Linked DNA regions of Ovis aries: region 1 is linked to region 2. A link is a contact called in public Hi-C data. All regions are on one chromosome and are shown on one strand. Each heading gives the region's core, a stretch centred on a gene start, on an enhancer-like site or on the middle of the called end of the contact. The rest is flanking DNA. Distances are from core to core; before and after follow the strand shown.

Evidence for each region. Hi-C and Micro-C count contacts between places; a contact is called where the count stands out from the background.
Region 1: a Hi-C map of omental adipose tissue shows a contact between it and region 2, with 2.5 times the contacts expected there. The contact joins two enhancer-like sites. A contact is called at or near these places in 2 of 16 Hi-C or Micro-C datasets (omental adipose tissue and tail adipose tissue).

The regions. Positions count from the first base shown.
Region 1 is chr1:68,973,517-68,977,863 of ARS-UI_Ramb_v3.0, reverse strand. The region is part of intron 15 of TGFBR3 (transforming growth factor beta receptor 3); the gene reads left to right. Among named protein-coding and RNA genes, the nearest start is that of TGFBR3, 180 kb to the left of the region's middle. Within about 2 kb of position 2,888, at least 4 of the 54 cell types and tissues checked have an H3K27ac peak or open chromatin away from gene starts, as enhancers often do.
Region 2 is chr1:68,819,516-68,823,666 of ARS-UI_Ramb_v3.0, reverse strand. No RefSeq gene overlaps it. Among named protein-coding and RNA genes, the nearest start is that of CDC7, 29 kb to the right of the region's middle. Within about 2 kb of position 2,681, at least 4 of the 54 cell types and tissues checked have an H3K27ac peak or open chromatin away from gene starts, as enhancers often do.

The sequences.
Region 1 (4,347 bases), core at 1,639-4,138, 150 kb before region 2:
GCACCTCTAAAGTCTGAGATCCATCAAAAGATCTTGAGTAGAGAACCGACCATCAGATCATTTAGGAAGAGTACTCTGAAAGCAGCATGGAGGTTAAGTTGCTAGGGCTTGTATGCAATAATAAAATATATATGATTTTTTATGAAAGTTGCTCAGTCGTGTTTGACTCTTTGCAGTCTCATGGACTATACAGTCCATGGAATTCTCCAGGCCATAATACTGAAGTGGTAGCCTTTCCCTTCTCCAGGGGATCTTCCCAACCCAGGGATCAAACCTAGGTCTCCCGCATTGCAGGTGGATTCTTTACCAGCTGAGCCACATATTTATGGTTATTTATTCCAAAAACGTTTATTGAGGATCTACCATATGCTTGGCATATAATATACACACTTTCCTATGTTTGATGCCTTTACAATCTAATGCATGGAGAAAGGAATGGCTACCCATTCCAGTATTCTTGCCTGGAGAATTTCATGGACAGAGAAGCCTGGCAGGTGAGGGGTCAAAAAGAGCCACACCCGACTGAGTGACTAACACTTTCCCTACTTTAATTATAGCTTAAAATAAATATGAAGATACAATCTAATGCACTACTGATGTTTTGGGCTGGATAACTCTTTGCTGTGGGGTGTTGACCTGTGAATTGTGGAATGTTACGCAGCACCCCTGGCCTCTGCATACTGGATATCCTTAACAAACCCTTCTACCACCAGTCGTGACAATCCAAAATGTGTCTGGATGTTTCCAAATGTCCCCTGGAGAGCCTAGTGGGCAGAAATCACTCCCGGGTGAGAACCACTGATCTAGTAGAAGGATACAGATAAGTGAGAAGGCAATTACAGTGAATGTCATAAATATTGAAAGAAGCCAGAGAAGGGATTAATTTACAGTGTGGTTAAGTTAGTAAAAACTGTATCTTCGGTGGCCTGCACAAGCTTCTTTATCTCCCCATCCTTCTCTCTGTGCCAAATACTAATAGATGTGGGTACCAGTTAGACACCTCATTTCCCTATGGGCCTGCCCAGTCCTGCCATGTTTAGGAGAACTGAATTGAAAGTGGGAGGACAGAAGTTGTGGTCAGTTACTCATGCATAACCCGAGAAATATCTTTTTTATGAAAACCATGAGTAAACAATCTGAGGAGGGAAGTTTTGGTTCTAGAGGCAGACCAAAGTTTGCTCAGAGTACATGAAAAGATTTAAGTCAGAATGTTGATTATAGTTTGTTCTTTCTGTACAGAAATCTTTATTGTTAAAATTTCTCTTTACAGCAATGGCTAGGATTCCTTTCTTGCAATCGTACCCTTAAACCAAAAGTAAATATTGTTTTGTCTTTTCCTTTCAGCATGCCAACTCAATTATAGGGTTCCAGTGGAGATCAAACTATTTTAGTTATAGTCAGGGTTTATTGGGAATTTTGGAACACAAAAGTAAGAGGATAAAATCCTTGAACCTTGGTTCTGTAGCCTGTGCTTGTTATTGTTTATGCACAGAAAGCATGGAGGAACTTCACCTCTGGGGAAATGAGCAACAACTGTTTGTGCTTAGCTGTGTGAGAAGGCCCATATTTGGGGTAGGGTAAGAGGATTAGGTAATAATGTAAATCCATTAAGAATTTTCAAACAGTGTCATCTATCACACAGGCTTTACTGTAAAACCTACATTCTCACATACGAGGTCTCCTTAAGGGAGAATCATTATTTGAAACCTTTTGGGGATTCTGAGTGACAAAGTTTAACTTAACCATGGGTGGTTGATTGGATGGAACTCTTCCCAGAAGTGTGTATATTTCTTCCATGATGAACCCTATAGAGACATTTAAATGCTTTTGGACTTAGTTCAGCGTATCAAACCACTACTTTTTACAAATAGAATTTTGTGGTTAGATGCCCCTACTTCATAGGACTCTTGGGAATTTAAAATGAGAAAATATAAGTGAAGGCTTTTTTGTCGACTGTAAAACACTATACAGTGTACAAATGTGGAGGCATCATTGTTGTTGCTTCACTGCTGCCAATAAGGCTGGTGGGGCCAACCTCCCAGGAGACAGGCTCTTATGTGCCTTGTGTAGTTGGTATGTGTTCTGCACACTGAAATACATTTTCTTAAAAATACACAATTATTTTCGTTTTCTTAGTAATTTTATTTTAAGTATAACTTTCTCATATATCCTAATCCCAGGGACATTATGCTGCACAACTCCAGGGGGTGCCCTTCAGTTGTAGTGACTTTGTTTCATCCCGTAGCATCCCTCCCCCTAGAGCTAGACTGTGATACTCCATGCTTCATGGATGTAATCAACCAGCTGAGATGGTTAATCCTGAGAATTTAACAATCCTGTCTAGCTGTTCTATTTTTATAAACATCAACTCAAATGCTGCTTGTTTTGGTCAATTTTTCACAATTGTTTTTTTGCTTTACTTTGGCTTCCAGAACAAGGTGTGTGTTCCTTTTTTATTGAATAAAAATGGAGATGAGGAGAGGCACTAAACATGTTTACTTTTAAACTCTCGAGAACAGGGGTAGAGTCTGTGTGCCAGGACTTAACACACTTTTTCTATAAAGAGCCAGATGGTGACTATGTCCAGTTTGTGGCTTATGGAGTCCCTGCCTCAACTACTTAACTGCTGTTGCAGCCTAAGAGTGGCCGTGGACAGTATATAAATGAATGAGCCTCGTTATGTTCAAATACTTCTTTACGAATAGATTTGTACTGTGTACAATTTTCACATGTCATGAAATATTTTTTTTTCAATGATTTACAAATATAAAATTCATCTTTAGTTCACTTGTACAAAAATAAGTGGTGGACTGTGATATGCTGCCCTGTGGCCAATGATACTCTCACTGTTGAGAAGAGCACACAGCTGTGCACAAGCAGCTGCTTAATCAGTGCTTCTCTAGCTCAGGGCGCAGCCACACTCACCAGTCATTTAGCCTGCTAGGCAGAATGTGGAATCCTGGGTCAGCCCCTACCCTGATGCTTTCCAGCTGTGACCTTGGGCTGGTCACATGATAAAGAATTTCAGGCTGCTTTTTTGTAAGATAGTGATAAGAATTCTGTTTCTGCCTCCTTTATGGGGCTGGTTGAAACCTCAAATGAGATCAGGCTCTATAGCACTCTCTGAACATGAAGGCATTATAGAAATGTCAAAGCGTATAAGCATTTTCAAACAGTCTTATTCCAAAATTCCTCTGTTGCCTCTGTTTACAAAATTGTGTACATGCTAAGTCGCTTCAGTCGTGTCCAACTCTTTGCGACTCCATGGACTGCAGCCTGCCAGGCTCCTCTGTCCATGGAATTCTCCAGGCAAGAATACTGGAGTGGGTTGCCATTCCCTCCTCCAGAGGATCTTCCCTACCTAGGGATCAAAAACAAGTCTTCTGCACTGCAGGCGGATTCTTTACCATCTGAACCATCAGGGAAGCCTGATGAATCAAAAAGTACAGCAACATTCTAACTGACCTTCACTAAGCTTTCTGGTAAAGGCTCTTCTATTCCTGGCCGAGCCCTGAGGGTCTGCAGATGAATAAGATCCAGGCTCTGCCCTGGAGGTGGAAAAGATTAAGAGAATTCAGATGTGATGTGGCACCTTTATGACAAAAGAGGAAGAGGATGAGCAAAAGTGGGAGAGATTTGCCCCACTGGGGTGGGTATGGGGCTGTGAAATAGTCAGAGAACGCCTCCCCTGAAAATGCCAGCAGAGCAGGTCGTGTGGGGAGGGTCCTTGAGGGAATGGCTTGCAACTTGTGATGACATGGAACCGCCTGGAGAAGTGGGGGAGCTTAACTTCGAGGAGCCCAGCATGGCTGAGGAACCATTAGTAAAGGAGGCTGGAGAGAGGTGGGGAGAGGAAGGCAGATCACTCCATGCCATGCTCGAGAGTTTGGACTTTTTTCCCGTAAAGGAAGGGAAACCATTGAATGGTTTAATCAGGGCAATAATATAATCAGCCCTGAACTCTGCAAAAGTCATTCTGGGGGCACATATTGGGGAGGAAACATTTGGGTTGGGTGCAGTAGTGGAGACCAGGAGACCAGTTAGAGAAGCTTTGTAATAATGCACATGCATGAAGAGGAGCTGGACTATAGGACGACACTGTCAGGAGGAGGAATAAAGATGCTTTTACAGTCTGTGTATGTGTTAGAAGACTTTTTGAAAGTGGAATAATATTAAATACACTGGAGAAACATGATACTTAGAGATACTGCATCCTTTTGTAAATAAAGAAAGTGAAAGTGAAGTCGCTCAGTCGTGTCTGACTCTTTGTGACCCCATGGACTGTAGCTTACCAAGCTCCTCTGTCCATGGGATTTTCCAGGCAATAGTACTGGAGTGGATTGCCAT
Region 2 (4,151 bases), core at 1,432-3,931:
ATGAACCTGTTTGGAGGGGAGGAATACTCAGACATAGGGGATTTGTTTTTCATTTGACTGTGCCTCACAGCTTGTTGGTGGGCTACAGTCCACGGGGTCGTAAAGAGTCGGAAATGACTGAGCAACTTCACTTTCACTGGGCTTCCCTGGTGGCTCAGAGGTTAAAGCATCTGCCTGCAACGCGGAATACCTGGGTTTGATCCCTGGGTCGGGAAGATTCCCCTGGAGGAGGAAATGGCAACCCACTCCAGTATTCTTGCCTGGAGAATCCCATGGATGGAGGAACCTGGTGGGCTACAGTCCACAGGGTCGCAGAGTCGGGCACGACTGAGTGACCTCACTTTCACTTTACAACTTGTGGGATCTTAGTGCCCCAACCAGGGATTGAACCTATGCCCTTGGTAGTGAGAGCACGGAGTCCTAACCATTGAACAGCCAGGGAATTCCCTCGGATTTATTTTTAATTGACAAAGGGTGAGTAAGGGGGCATTAGTTCCCCTTACTTTTTAAGTGTGAGGACCTCAGTGAAAATACTTAAGGCCCCATTTGGTGCTCAAATGGTCTTAAAAGACTGTGTTTTACTCAGTAATATATACATCAGCTGGTTCCCAAAGAAGAGAACCTCAAATGCCACGTTATGAATATAACAGACATATTTTCAAAGCTAAAAAACTAGAATGCGTTTCTAACAATTTCACACTACTTCTAGTTAAAAAGACATTCCATACAATTTGGATGCAGAAAATGTTGGAATTCTCAGAACACATCAATGAGCACTGACATTTTTGTAATAGAAGCTGCCTCAGGAAAATCCAAGATGAATAGGGTTCTGCATGTATGAAGATGAATCGCGTTAGCAAAGCATAATAATGTATATAACGGTTTACCATAGGTATTTACACATGCTTTTAAGTCCTTACTTGGCACACAGTAGGCACTAAAACCATGACTATAATAATTATAAAATTTTTGCTCACTTGCCTCTTATACAGGGATGTTAAGGGTTACTACAAACAGAATGTCCACCAGCTGTTCTCTGTCTCTGAGGTCAGCGCAATGGGAATTGGAGTGGAGAAAAATTAGAACTGATACGGATGGGAAGGGGGTGAGAAGCTGGGAAATTTTAAGACAGACGACCACAGGAAAACATTATAATCCTATAGATTTTTAAGAATATAAGGGCTGAGATTATGTTGTTGGGGTTTGGAAATAACCCCTGGTGTCAGTCAGGTCCTTAGTCAATCCCAGTTTTGACTGAGTACTTAAGTCTCTAAAGTGTTGATACAAAATGTATGTGTGGGTTGGGGAGAACATAAAACAATCTCTACCTTCTTATGATTTGAGTATAGGGAACTGAGAAAACGATCATTTGAAATGGGATGGGATGGGACTACTGAGAGCCTACTAACAGTGGATACATCTGGCTAAGGGAGGGAAAGGCAACTACAAGTCCAAAGACCACTTTAGGGCTATGCTGAACCTAAAGCCTGGCATTAAAATCTTGCCTTCACTTACATTTCATATGCAAGGAGAGATGAGGCATTTATTTTTCCTACAATTTGGTGTCACTCCCTATAAAATAAATTGTACCAAACAGGAAAACAGGCACCCTTACTAAGAGAGGTTTTGGCTTATATCTTCCCCCCAAAAGTAAATTAATTAAATGTAACTTAAATGTATTCACTCAACAAATATTCATTGAATACTTGCTCAATAAATGCCTCAGTCATGTCCAACTCTTTGTGACCCTATGGTCAGGGTCAGGTTCCTCTCTCCATGGAATTTTCCAGGCAGGAATACTCTGAGTGTAGCCATTCCCTTCTCCAGGGGATCCTCCTCCTGACCCACGGGTTGAACCCAGGTCTCCCACGTTGCAGGCAGAATCTTGCATCTAAGCCACCAGGGAAGCCCCTAACACTTAAATGCATTCACTCAAGAAACATTCACTGAACACTTGCTGATGCTTCTTCATAATACACAATATAGAGATGTAAAGATGCTGATATTTAACACATAGAGAGTAATAATGAGTTTTTTTTTTAAGTTTAAAAAAAATTTTTAAGGGGAGTACACATTTAATATGGCCATTTATGGAGTTTTAAAAAAAAAGTTAAAATGACAAAATGGACACTCACAGAACACCAGACATTCATTTCACTAACCGTGGGGAGAAGTGTAAAGGAGCATTGCTAATACTTGTCTAAAGATTACTCATATATGTATACATACAGTGGGGCTGGTTTTTATTTCAGTCAGAACATTAGTGTGTAGGAAGACCAGCAACATGCCAGAAGAAACAGAGAAACTTCTATCGGGTGAAAAAGCAGTAAGATGAGTGTCTAGAGAAATAAGAAGGTGGCTGGATTCCCCGGACCCCTGATCTTTTGCTTACAGACAGAGCTGAAATAACAATGTGAGGCTACAGAGCCATACATCTGTTTCTGATTTACTGTCTTAGTCTTGTCCTAGTTGGAGTCATTTCTAGATCATATGCTAGTCTTCAGAGAAGTTACAGAAGGAATTTATACTAAGGGTGAATACATGATTAAGCACAGATTAAAAAAACACACCATGAATAGAACATAGATAAGAAACGTAAGCAAAAGTTCTGATCAGGAAGAACTGTCAGATGGCTCTTTCACTTTCTGATGTGTGCCACTCACCCTTGCAGCTGACAGTTACTGTTCTGATTTCAGGATGTCAGAAGCCCATCCCTTGATTCATCTTCTTGGTTCCTGCTAGAGAGTGACTTTGGCCTTCTCTAAATCAAGTACTAGAGATGATTCTAGAAGCTATTTTATCCTTGATATCCCTTCATAAGATAGGATTTAATTTTCTAGTGCTAAATCCTTACCTTCCTCAAAGAATTGCTTCAGTAGGGTACAAGATGGAATCTGCCTAAGGGATAGGACAGCATCATATGCATTCAATTTAAAAGAGCATTTTGCTCATGGTGCATCAGGATCCTAAGCCATTCACATTTTGGGTATCCCCTGAAAGGTCTAGTGGCGAGGACTCAGCACTTCCTTGGTCAGGGAACTAAGATCCTATAAGCCCTAGCACAATGAAAAAAATTTAAAAAATAAACCATTTATGTCCATTTTGTAGTCATCTCTCTTGCCTTATAAAAGTTTTGTACACACTCTCCAAATAAATTTTTATGCTCATCCTTTTGAATTCTTTTACATACCTTGATAGTTTTTTAAAGTACTCAAAACAGAGATCTGGGAAAATTCTATTCTTTTAGTTCATTTTCCTCTATTGAGGAAAAAAAATTAGCAGGTCAGTTTAAGCACAAACTATTTTGCAGTTACTTTGTTCAGAACTTCACTTTTGTAATTTTCTCACCCAACTTGAAACTGCATTTCAAAGATCATGGCTTTTCACTTCAGATCTCTAAAATGTCACTATTTACTATATACTTGCCTTAGCACTGACCTTTGTGGTTACTTTGCTGAAACTCTTGCTGTAATTTGACACAGTATTAACTACTTCTGATTACTTACCTAGTTAGTACATGGGTGATAATACCCACCTTTCAAGAAAGGAAGATAGTTCAAACACACAATTTGACAAAATTAGGAAACGGCAACATCAGTTCTAAGAATATAGGAAAAAAATCTGAACAGACAACTGACATTTCTTCCTGGTGTTAGATAGTGTTCTTTAAAGACCACAGACAGCACGCACAGTTGTAGGCGGAAACAATCCATCTGCAGACACTGGCAGACAGCATTACCCGCCAAATTTGGCCACAGTTTCTTAAGATAAATAACTTTTCGGTGACGCGAAGGGCTGAAATTACATAAACAGCAGAAATTACTAAAACCTAAGCCTACGAGTTTTGTGGGTTTCAAGATTTCATGCAATCAATATTCTGACATCTGTAACACCATTTTGTTGCTAAAATGCTGATGCCAGAAACAGATTAACAACATTACTTGATGACTTTTGTTCTGATTTTGAAATAAACTAAGTTTAATTCTTTGGAATAACCATTCTTGAGCCACATTTTCATTTAGGTCATTAAGACAACCATAAGCATCTCCTTATAAGGAAAAGTTTCATTAAAAATGCTGGAGAGCTGCAGCCTGTTTCGAAAACCAATACTTGTAGCTTGTTACATTAATAGTTCTAGATGTCTATGGCTT